Regions from separate parts of the Zea mays genome. Here region 2 is linked to region 1. The links are chromatin contacts, called in public Hi-C maps. All regions are on one chromosome and are shown on one strand. The core of a region is the stretch at or near the end of the contact, and the rest is flanking DNA. Distances in the headings are between cores, read along the strand shown. Region 1 holds the start of LOC100191468. Region 2 holds the start of LOC100382694.

Region 1 (5,970 bases), core at 1,628-4,127:
ATAAAAAATGTAATAAACAAATCAGTTGCAAAAGAAAAAAAATCTAGATGAGAAATAAATCTGGACGGACAAATCTGTAACAAACAAAAAAATCTGGACAACAAAAAAAACGGTAACAAATTCTAAAAATATTGAACACCCACAATGGGGCTCGAACCCACGACCTCATGGCTAAAAACCTTGTGCTCTACCAACTGAGCTAAACAAGTTTTGTTGTTACATATCCGAGCTCGGCGTCATAGATCTTGGCGCCGAGCTTGGTTCCACGTCGACGCCACGTCGTCCGGTTGTGCCAGCGCAGCACGTACCTCGGCGCCATAGCCTATGGCGCCGAGATGTGTTACCTCGGTGCCATAGGCTATGGCGCCGAGCAAAGGGTCCAAAAATGACATTAAAATTTTTTAGGGTCTAAACGTGAATTTTTTTTCGAGAAAGGGCTAAAATACAAAAAAAAAAAAAAAATTGGCGGTGAGGTGAGGGAGACCGGCCTTTGTTTTCGGCTTTTCGCGTCGCGTCTCGCGGATTTCCACGTCCTTCTCTGGACGCGACCGCCGACGCGAGTGACAGGGACTCGAGCCAGTCATTCTGGCTGCAGGTTGTGGCTGTTGTTTGGCTCTGATCTTAACCTGCCTGATTCAGAATCTGTAGCACAGCCCGTGCCAACGCTTACCCCCTCTGCCAGTCTTAACCTGGAGGTCTCGCACACGAGCCGCGCGCCATTCGTGAGTTCTCTCTCTCTCCCTTTCTCCAACACGATGCAGCAGGTCCGACCTATGATGACTGACTGCTACTGGTACGTAGTCGCCAAGAACAACGAATCAGAATTAAGTGCAGTAATGCTTCTCCTAGCTACGCTACGCCATCAACAGCAACAGCCTCAGGACGACGACCGGCCGGTGCATGCATATACAATCATCATCCGTCTGGTGCAGCAAAATTATTCCTTCCTTGATGAGAGATTTCTCAACAATAATAAATAAAAAAAGAAAACTCTCTAATTGTCCTGATGTAAAGGAAAAGGACCTAACTTCCGCAACTACCGCGCCCGCCTGTGAATATAAATCGTCGCTTTCTGATGTGTCCCTGTCGGAGGAACACGTTGCTTCAGTGTCCAGCAACGGGAGTCCGCGATACGTACGTACGTACTGCCGTGCATGGTTGCTTCATGTGGAATAAATACTCACTCGTCAGCGTCGATCTCGATTAGCGAAGCCGCTTTATTTCTTGAAAAGTTTCCATGGCAATGATGCGTAAAGTACTTGCTTGCCTCACACAAGTAGTTCCATCGTCTGTGTAGCTAGGTCTGGTGATGGATGGCGACACCCAGTAGGTGAGCAAAGTACCTATACACTGCAGGTGGTGGTATTGATTGCTACGCTTCAAGTCCGCGTTTACGTCTCAAGATAGATCTGGCTTGGCTTGTGTTGAATGGTTGAAGCGGCAAAGAGAGAGCGGCCGTATAGGCGTATAGTAGTAGCGCTCCCCTACTGTACTGAAAGACCGTCGGGAGACTTTGCCCAATTTAAGCATAGCGACTGTAGCCGTTGTCCAAGCTCGCCATGTACTCGTTCGTAGTCACTCGATTGGCCCACCCCGCCAATCATTGCTTGCGTACCCAGGGGCCGCGGGCACCTCGGCGCGCCAGGATTCTGGATCCGCCGCGGCGCGCAGCATCCATCGGTCTCTATCGGTCCCCTACCTGCACCGGCAATGCAGATCACGGGAGAGGGGGACGGGGGGCTCCAGTGCGGTGCCGGCCGCTCTCTCCCTCTCCAGGCTGAGCTGGGGTGCGGTCGATGCCGAGCGGCGGTGCGGTGAGGCGGCCGGTTAATAAATTTTAGTTCAACATTACGGCCCTGTTTGGGACAGCTGCTGCTTGTTGAAAAAGCAGCTTATCTGATAAGCTGGTAAAAAGCAGCTTCTGCTTGTTGGCTGCTTTTAGTTCATTTTGAGAAGCAGCTGAACTGATAAGCTGCTGCAGAAGCTGCCTGTTTGGCAGAACTTCAGCTTAAATTTGTGAAGAAGCTGAAAATAAGCTGTGCCAAACAGGGCCTACATATAAACATTACTACTCCGTACATTATAAACCGTGGGCTATACTACTAAACTTGCTTTTGCTGGGTTTGGTTTGGCCGTGCGGGGTCGCCTCTCGCGCTTTTGAGCTTTTCTGCACCCGACCACCGACCGGCGCGGCAGCGGGGATTGTGTTGCGTTGCGAATGAGAGGGGGGAGGAGCTGGGGCCTCGCCTGGGCCCGGGCCGCCGGGCGGCATCCGCGTGGCCCCCTCTCCACATCAGTTGCCTTTTCCTGCAGGCCCATTGGAACGGGCCGCTAGAGGGGGCAGGGGCTCCACGCGGACTCCTCTTGCTTTTTCCCTCGTTGAAAAGTTGAAAAGCGAAAGAAAGTATGTTGAGTAACCCCACCGAGTTTAGTTTATATCGATGGATTTTGGAAACTGGTAATTGGCATTTGGCAACCCTTCAAAAATGGGCACAGCTACGCAGGGGGGCCTTGTCAGGTCTGCGACTATCTGCGACATATCATGAATCATTTCAAGTTTTCAACCGAGCGGCAGAATTTTGGTCATCAAGCAAACAAACAGGTGGTGTCGCCGGGGTGACAGAATCTGATGGCCTCAACTATACTACTATACTGTACTGCCTGTCTATCTACACATGGCCAACCGCCGCGAAGGCCGAAGAAGGTGCGGAAAACGCAACAGCTGCGATCCGTGCGCCTGTGCACTGCAGTACCAGTACAATCCTCTCTCTCCCTCTCTCCTCTGACTTCGCTGCCTCCCTCCTCGTCCGTCTCGCCCGGTCGTCTCACCCAAAGACTCCTCCCGCTTCGCTTCCAAGTTCACGCACCCCACCCCACCCCACCCCAATGGCGACGCAGCCGCTTCCGCTTACAGCACCACGCCGCGTGCCGCGCGCCTGAGCGAGAGCCCGCAAGAGCACCCACACGCCACACCAGCCGCGCGCCTACGCGGCGCATGGCGGCGCCGGGGCTGGACCAGGTCATGGCGTTCCTCACCGACCACGGCTTCGCCGGCGCGGCCTCCGCGCTCCGTGACGACGTCCTTGCGCGCACCGCCGCCGGGGACGAAGGTCACGACGCTGCATTAGGTCCCCGTCTCCCCCCGCTCCGGATGCCCGCCGCCGGTACCGGCTCCGGCTCTGGCGCTGGCTCTGGCACGCCGGCGCCCGCGAGCCCCGGCTCCAGCTCCGGTTCGGCGTCCTCGTCAGCTTTCGTCAGCATGCGCTCCACGCCCTCAGGTACCCAAGGCACGAGCACGAGGCATTTCTGTCGCTTGCTTTATTTAAACCCTCTTCTCCTTGCTTTCCGTGGCCGTATCAGTCACACAGTCTCGATCTGTGCGCCGATATGCCAGTGGCTATGGCTTTGGGGCCGATTCGGCGCTGGTAGTTCGATTAGCTCATGGGTTTTTTCTTTTTCCTGTGGAGATGAACTTTATGTAACATAATCGATTTTCGATTTTGTAGGAGAGCTGTTAAACCTCTCCGGCTCCGCCACTTTCGTTTCCGTTTCTGCGCTTGGTTTGGTGCCGAATTTTCTGCACATTTTACCAATTCTGAACGAAAACTCCCTTTCTGTTTTGCCGACTGTAGGGCTGTTGAATCCGTATGGGCTATGGTCGCCGAGGCACTCGCAGTCGGACGTGTCTTCATCGGAGATGGAGTTTGGTACAGCGCGCCAGTACGACACCACCGACCTCTTCTTCCAGGAGGACTGGCTCTACGACGATCACCTCTTCCCTAGCAAGCTGGACGATGAGGACGACGAACGCGAGGAGGAGGACAAGTTTGTACTGGATGCTCACGGTGGTGCCTCAGCGCAGACAGAGATAGGCAAGCTCGGTGCAGGCCATAACCACCGTCATGAACACATCGGTGGTGACCGATGTGAGGGTTGCGCTGAGGTGTACACATGCTCATCGCCACTCTGCGGTTGCTGTGGAGGGGGACTCAAGAATGACGGGCTTCATGTGGCCAGGAGCTCAAGCTCTACTGTGTATGGGAGATACCAGATCATGGATGACCGGACAGAGACAATGGATGATTGTGCGCAGGATGGGTTTCAATTGAAGCAGAGTGGAGATATTATGTTTGAATGTGGTATGCAGAGGGATCCTGGACGAGGAGATGATGATTCAGACCTGAGTGTTGTGGAGAAGGAGCTTCAAATGCTCAGTTCATTTGATACTGATGCTGTTACGAGTAAGTACTTCTCCAGCCTTACAATGTAGTTCGTCTCTTCAATTGGTTCAAAAAAAAAGGGTGGTTACCTTCGCAGTATATAGTTTGTCCATTATAGCCCACTTTATGGCCACAGATAATGTGTATCTGTTTATTGAATTTAATGTACCCGGAAAAGGGGAATAAATAATAACAATGAAGAGGTTAGATTCTGCGGAGTTGCCTTCTGAAAGCCAAAACTCTGTTGCAAATTGGTTGTGTGTAGTTTAATAAATGGAGGGGGACTTGTTATACTAGACGATAGTCAACATTTACAGTTCCTTTACCATTTTATGATTATATTTCTCATGGATTATCTCTGGAAGTTTAAACAATCAGAGTTTGTTTATGTTGGCAAACGATGATCTGCATTTTTTAACAAAACTTTGGTTAAACAATTGCTATATACAATCAGAGCGTTAAAAACACAGATTTCAAGTATGATGATCTTGTTTTTAACGTATTTGCAATATAGCCAGGTCCAACCTACTATTTGATCAATCTTATTAAAATAATATTGGTCCATCTTTATATTTGTGAGTAATTTAGTATCAGTTGTCCATTTGTCCTGGTTCTTGTTAGAGGCTATCTTTTGCTTATGTGCTGGTCTAATTCTCTTTATGTGTTCCATAGATCACGGTGTACATGATTTCACGGACAACGGTGACCTCAATGGCATCTGTGACAAAAATCCGAAAATCAGCATTGATAAAGAATATCTGAAAGGTCATAGGATACAGCCATTCCCTGAAATTGGTGATCCTGATGAAGCATATGAGTTTCGAAATGTAGGATCATTAAATGCAGATGTTCAACATTCTACTGCTCTTGAAGCTGAGGAAGATGCGGAGACAAATATTGATCTTGCTCTCTCTGATTTTCACAGAGAATATGAGGTATTTGAATTGAGAATTATCCACCGCAAGAACAGGTTCACATCTCTTTTTTACTTTGAATTCTCGTTGCAAAATTGTATGTTGGTTGATCCATTTTCGTACTTATATAATATAGGCATGCACTGCAGGACTGGCTTTGAAGAAAACAAAGATTTTCCCATTGTGCTAAATTCGGTTGTTGCTGGAAGGTATTGTATCACTGAATATCTAGGCTCAGCTGCATTCAGCAAGGTTGTGCAAGCACATGATCTTCAGACAGGAATGGATGTTTGCCTTAAAATAATTAAAAATGATAAGGATTTCTTCGACCAGAGCTTGGATGAGATAAAACTTCTGAAGTTCGTGAACAAATATGATCCACTAGACGAGCACCATGTGTTGCGCCTTTATGACTACTTCTACCATCAGGTATATGCCTCATAAGAGAGAGTACTGGCTAAGTTACTCCCTTTGACTCAAACTTTTTTGCATTCTAACTTCCTAGGAAGGCATCTCAAAAGTTATAATCCAGGTGACTAGGTCTCGAGCAATACTGCAATTATCTTAAAAAAGATCAACTGTAATATTATACCAGTGTACTTGAATTGCTTCATGCATGTACAGTGGGATATTTTCCATTCCTGTGACCTTGCATGGTGCTGATAGCGAGCAAAATTTTACAGGAACACCTTTTTATTGTTACTGAACTATTGCGAGCAAATCTATATGAGTTTCAGAAATATAATCAGGAATCGGGTGGTGAGGTATATTTTACTTTGCCTAGGATACAGGTATGTTCTCCGTCCTTCACAGAGATGTTCTCCATGAGACCATGA
Region 2 (5,970 bases), core at 2,135-4,634, 180 kb before region 1:
ATCTTGTTCCATCTCCACAATGTTGAACCTTCCTTAGTATTCAAAGTTCAAACCATATGCCTTACTTGCAATTGCAGTTTCCAAAAATCACATATTTTATCACTTGCTTTTATAAAGTGACATCAGAGAGATACTATAACTAAAATCTGACATTGAATCAACTAAATAATTGCCCATCAAATCTTAAAGTGCATGCCTTTGATACTACTGACAACTAACTCATGTTCATGTATTTCACTGCTAGATAAGTGCTAACTGAAAACCATAAACTTCATGATTAAGTCATCAAGTATCTCAAATCCATACCTAAAAAGTCATCTATTCTTGTTATTTCCACGCAAACAGAATTCATGTACAGCCCAGCTGTATTACTTGCCGCAAAGACAAAATGATTTAAGTTACAAACATCAGAACAAATATATCCTGATTATGGGCAGAACGAGTGCCGGAGTCTCCCACGTTAGATAAACTCTTGCATGTCTGTTTTCCTAGTGTTTTCCTTTCTTCAGACTTTTATTCCGTTTCAGTCAATAAGGCTTAGCCTCTAGCATGTGTGTGGTCTGCAGCTTGCGTGTGCATGCAGAGACCGATTCTTCAGTGTGTTAGTTAGCCTTTAGATGCGGCATGATCTTCAGTCATGGGATGGCACGACAGATACGGAGGCATGGCGTATAGTCAGGGTGTGCGCGTCAACTGTAAAACTGCTTCTCAATATATAGTCCAGAAAATGCTGTTGGTTTTTGACAGCACCAAAAACTCGTCTCTCTAGTGTGTTCTTCGTTCTCTGTTCCAGCGAGTGTGTGAGGTGAGAGACCCTGCCAAGCTCGCTCCAACATCCCACATAAGCAGGGTCTAGGGAAGAGATAAACCGAGGCAAGCCTTTCCCCGCAAATGCAGAGAGACGACTTCAAACCCGTGACCTGGTGACTCAGTGAGACAGCTCTAACCACTTCACCAGGCCTACCCTTATAAATATGCCCTAATTATATAGTATTATAATATAACATCAATTTTTCCAATTAAATCTATCATCAAAGCAATGCATATGTTTCTCTGCCAACAAATGCAGACATTTCTAGCTTTCCCTTCTTTCCTTACTACTGCAAAATTTACAAAGCTAGATCAACAGTTTGCTGATATGTAAAGGACCATCTTAGAAGAGGGCAGCATTAACATGGTAAATATATGTCCACGTAATCCTTGAAGAAATATAATTAAATTCAATTTAATTCATGCTAAGGTGATTATACAGTATCCTTGACTTAAATCAAATCATCGGGATTTTTCCTAAGTGTCAATTTAAGCTGAGTCTATATGCTCCATGACATATGCATGTGAGGTAATTATTTACAAGTAGACTAACAGAGCATTAAAAGCCTGTCATATCAGTATATGACACTGCAAGTAAATCTTACATGTCAAACCATGCAAAAGGGAAGAGTGAATTACCTGAATGGTGGGATAGGTGTTCGCAGCCGCATTATCCCCGATCAGCAATGAGTCACACTGTGAAGAATTATAAGCATTCTCCGCACTAGGGTTCATCAGGACCAAGCCGCGGTAGCAATTCCTTGACTTCCCTGCAGATATGCCCTTGGATATGATCCGGCTGCGTGAATTCTTCCCCTTGTGGATCATTTTTGTCCCTGTGTCTGCTTGTTGGCAATCCTTTGTAAGCGCAACCGAGTAGAATTCTCCAACACTATCGTCCCCGATGAGCTCGACGCTTGGGTACTTCCATGTAATAGCAGATCCAGTCTCAACCTGTGTCCATGAGATCTTCGAACCATGCCCTTTGCACCGTCCCCTCTTTGTCACAAAGTTATAAATGCCTCCTTTGCCCTCCTCATCACCAGAGTACCAATTCTGCACCGTGGAGTACTTGATCTCTGCCCCCTCCTCACACACAAGCTCCACAACCGCAGCATGGAGCTGATTCGAGTCGTAAGCTGGTGCAGTGCAGCCTTCCAAATAGCTAACTGTGCTTCTCTCATCGGCCACAATCAGAGTCCTCTCAAACTGACCGGTCTCCTTGTCGTTGATCCTGAAGTAGGTCGAGATTTCCATGGGGCAGACTGTGTCTTTGGGCACGAAGCAGAAGGACCCGTCGCTGAACACCGCTGAGTTGAGAGCGGCATAGTAGTTGTCGCCTGGCGGTACGACGCTGCCCAGGTAACGCCTGATAAGGTCCGGGTACTCGCGGATGGCCTCGGAGATGGAGCAGAAGATGACGCCCTTGGCCATGAGCGCTTCGCGGTGGGTGGTGGCGATGGAGGTGGAGTCGATGACGGCGTCAACGGCGACGTTGGAGAGGCGCTTCTGCTCGGTGAGCGGGATGCCGAGGCGGTCGAAGGTCTTGAGCAGCTCCGGGTCGACCTCGTCGAGGCTATTGAGCTTGGGCTTGGTTTTGGGCGCGGAGTAGTAGCAAATGGACTGCAGGTCCACGGGCGCGTACTCGTTGTCGCTCCAGGTGGGCTCGACCATGGTGAGGAAGCGGCGGTAGGCGGCGAGGCGGAAGTCCAGCATCCACGCCGGCTCCGCCTTAAGCTCCGAGATGCGGCGGACGGTGGCCTCCGACAGCCCCTTGGGGATGGAGAAGGACTCGAAGTCGGATACGAACCCGTACTTGTACTCCCTCTTCAGAAGCTTCTGCAGCGCATCCGCCTCATCCTCCGCCGCGGCGGCCTGGGACGACGACGGAGACGGCTTCTGCGGGCCCGTCTGTACGGCCACAACCGAGAGGCGGCCGCGCCGGCGCAAGTTGGCGCGGCGTCCGGAGCCATAGGACGCGTGCCCTATCCCGAGCTTGGCGGTGAGGGCGCACGGCGAGAAGAGCGAGGAGGAGGAGGCCATGGGTGCGGCAGCCGGGGCGGAGCGAAACCGAATTGGGGATGGGGAGGGAGCGTGCGAGACCGAGAGTCCGAGACCGGGGAACCGGGGGTCGTTGAGTGGCTGGAGCCGTGGAACTGGTGCACGATGCGCGCTGGCGTGTACAGACCGCGTGGGAGGCCGGCATTGGTGAGCGCGGTCCGGGCAGGGCTACGCGGGTGAGGGAGGGGTGGTGTGGCGGCCGAGAGGCAGAGCACGGCACAGATGTGGTTCGCTCCCAACGCGTGGCGGTCTCCAGAGGATCGGGCGCTTTACCGGCTCACCGCAAACGCGGCGGCGAAAGCGCCTTGGTCGATCTCGAACGACCGCCCCTGCAGCTGACGGATCAGGACAGGCAAGAGATGATCCGACGGCCAGCGCCATCCACGCTACTCCGATCTCTCAGGTCTGCAGCCTGCGGATTGAACGGGACCACCGTCCCGGGCCGGCCGCCGACCCACACCCCACCCGCCATGGGCGGCGTCCAACGAAATGCGCTTGTTAATTCGCCTCACTTCTCGCTGTGGTCACCACGCTTCACATCTCGCGCGGTAGCGTCCGACAGGCATGGCCGCCTCCTCCCTGCTCCGGTCGTTCACCCGCCGCAGCTGCGCGGGCCCGAGCGCTTTCGCTTACCGCCACCACCAACGACAGCAACCTTGGTCTCCCTTCTCCACCAGCGCCGCTGCGGTCACGCAGGACGAAGCGGCGAAGAGGTTCCCTGGACTAGGGCCGACGGCGAAGGGGGAGAAGGCCAGGGTGGTGGTGTTGGGGACAGGGTGGGCGGGGTCTCGGCTAATGAAGGACCTCGATACACAAGGCTACGACGTGGTCTGCGTCGCCCCGCGCAACCACATGGTGTTCACGCCGCTGCTCGCCTCCACCTGCGTCGGCACGCTCGAGTTCCGATCCGTCGCTGAGCCGGTCGCGCGCATCCAGCCCGCCGTGTCCAAGTCGCCGGGCTCCTACTTCCTCCTCGCCCGTTGCACCGGCGTCGACCCCGACGGCCACACGGTGAGCCGCCCCCCATTCTGTTTAGGTGTGACCGTGTCGATGGCACCAATAGCTGTTGCTTTCACATGTGTCTGTGGTGCGGCCATCAGTAGTGTTCCCAGATTCTTGGAGAAATGCCCAAAGGGCATTTATGCTAGTAGTAGGCATGTCTGCTTTTTACCTTTTCAGTAGATCGGGGCCTGGTGGTGTATCGGAAGGAAAAGGAGGAATCTATACATCATAAATTCATGAGCATGTTCAGCACTCAGCAGCCTAACATTTTTTACATCAAAGTACAAAGTTCAGGATCAATCATTTGTTCTGGCTCGTTGAACACTATGGTTAGTTTGGATCTTTTTATGTACTGTGAAGCCTTGGATCGTTTCCCTTGAACCAAAAACATTTACAATGCATGAGTGTCACCACTCTATGTCTTGAATGTTTGTGAATACTCTGATCCACATTATGCACATGGTTCATCATTTTTCTAGTTCATCTGGCACCATTAAGTAGTGTGTGCATAGCTTCTTAACTTGCTTCGGAGTTTTTCTGGATCAAAGGTTGATGCTTTTCAAAGAGTTGTGCAAAGACATGGATGTTTTACAAAGTTACTATCTACTTTGATCTAGTATAAAGATATATAGACCCTGTATTAACTTTACATGTCCAGCTGACACAGTGATGCTACATGGCCATTTGCCTCCAACATTTGTTTTTTCTATGTGCAGAAGTTCTGTTCTGTCTATTTATCCACCTCCTTTTTCATTTAGATTGATTGCGAAACAGTTACAGATGGTGAGAAAGATTCCTTGGAGCCATGGAAATTCAAGGTTGCTTATGACAAGTTGGTTTTTGCCTGTGGAGCTGAGGCATCAACTTTTGGGATACATGGTGTTACCGACCATGCAATCTTTCTTCGCGAAGTTCATCATGCTCAAGAGATTCGGAGACGGCTCCTCCTTAATCTGATGTTGTCTGATCTCCCTGGTATGCTTGCTTTAACTTTACTTTTTTGGCATACTACATATGCTAACCACCCCTCACTGGAACAAAACTTCTATGGTACACATTATATCTCATTCTTACTTTCTTAGGGTCTGTTTGGTTCAGCTGTAGATTCCTGATAATCTAATTCTAGCTATGCGCAGTGAGAAATCTGCTGTGAGCTGACGATTGTGGAAAAAACTGAAATTTGTTTGGTTGAAACAACTGTCAACTACAGATTTTATAAGAGAATGACAACTTGTAATATGGATGATAGGTATCTGGAAAATCTGGGGTAGAGGGTGATTTTGAATTGAACTAGAGAAATCTGCCGTTTTGGTTGGGATTCCAGATTTTTGGCAGTGAATCCGATTCAGAAAGCTGAACCAAACACACCCTTGATGTTCTATTTTATAACTGCCTGATGAAGTAGAATCCAGAATACAACCAGGTGGGGACTTAATTTGTTGGGTGTGAAAAAACATAAAGTGTCTTGGCTTTTCATACCTAAATATCCACTTGATTATTGTTAAGCACTGATAGACCAATGCAATATGACTAAACAGGAATTTCAGAAGAAGAAAAGTGCAGATTATTGCACTGTGTTGTTGTTGGAGGTGGTCCAACAGGGGTGGAATTTAGTGGTGAACTTAGTGATTTTATTATACGAGATGTCAAACAACGTTATTCACATGTGAAGGATTATATTCATGTGACCCTGATTGAGGTTTGTGCTGTTGTTTTTCTAGTTTACCGTTTATTTTTTTAACTGAGCACTCTGATATCAGTTAACTTGTCTTATCATTTCAGGCAAATGAGATATTGTCATCATTCGATGTTCGGCTCAGGCAATATGCTACAAAGCAACTAATTAAGGTTAACAGATTCTTCTCTGCATAATGCCATATCACTTTTGCCTACAAGGCTTCCACAGACCAATGTTTTGAAACTGCAGATTTCCAAATATAGCACACTGACAATCACATAGATATGAATGTTATATATCTGCTAATTGTTTGGATGCTGTTATTTCTCATATTATTTGGCATCTGAAAAATAAGATGTTTGTGTATGTTCACCCACCAGTCAGGTGTTAGGCTTGTGCAAGGAATTGTTAAGGATGTG

The links. A called contact is a pair of places that touch in the nucleus more often than the background predicts.
Region 2: a contact with region 1 is called in a Hi-C map of leaf, with 4 times the contacts expected there. The contact joins the promoter of LOC100382694 here to the promoter of LOC100191468 in region 1. A contact is called at or near these places in 2 of 25 Hi-C or Micro-C datasets (ear and leaf).

What each region holds. Positions count from the first base shown.
Region 1 is chr8:176,041,674-176,047,643 of Zm-B73-REFERENCE-NAM-5.0, reverse strand. It overlaps LOC100191468, which reads left to right and starts at 2,877. Exons shown (of 8, transcript NM_001136901.1): 1 at 2,877-3,278; 2 at 3,633-4,241; 3 at 4,893-5,190; 4 at 5,284-5,563; 5 at 5,818-5,925. The coding sequence starts at 2,996.
Region 2 is chr8:176,226,910-176,232,879 of Zm-B73-REFERENCE-NAM-5.0, reverse strand. LOC100382694 reads left to right here and starts at 3,384. Exons shown (of 8, transcript NM_001175418.1): 1 at 3,384-3,882; 2 at 4,632-4,848; 3 at 5,412-5,572; 4 at 5,656-5,721; 5 at 5,932-5,970. The coding sequence starts at 3,436. LOC100275561 reads right to left here and starts at 2,906. Exons shown (of 2, transcript NM_001149615.3): 1 at 1,450-2,906. The coding sequence starts at 2,853.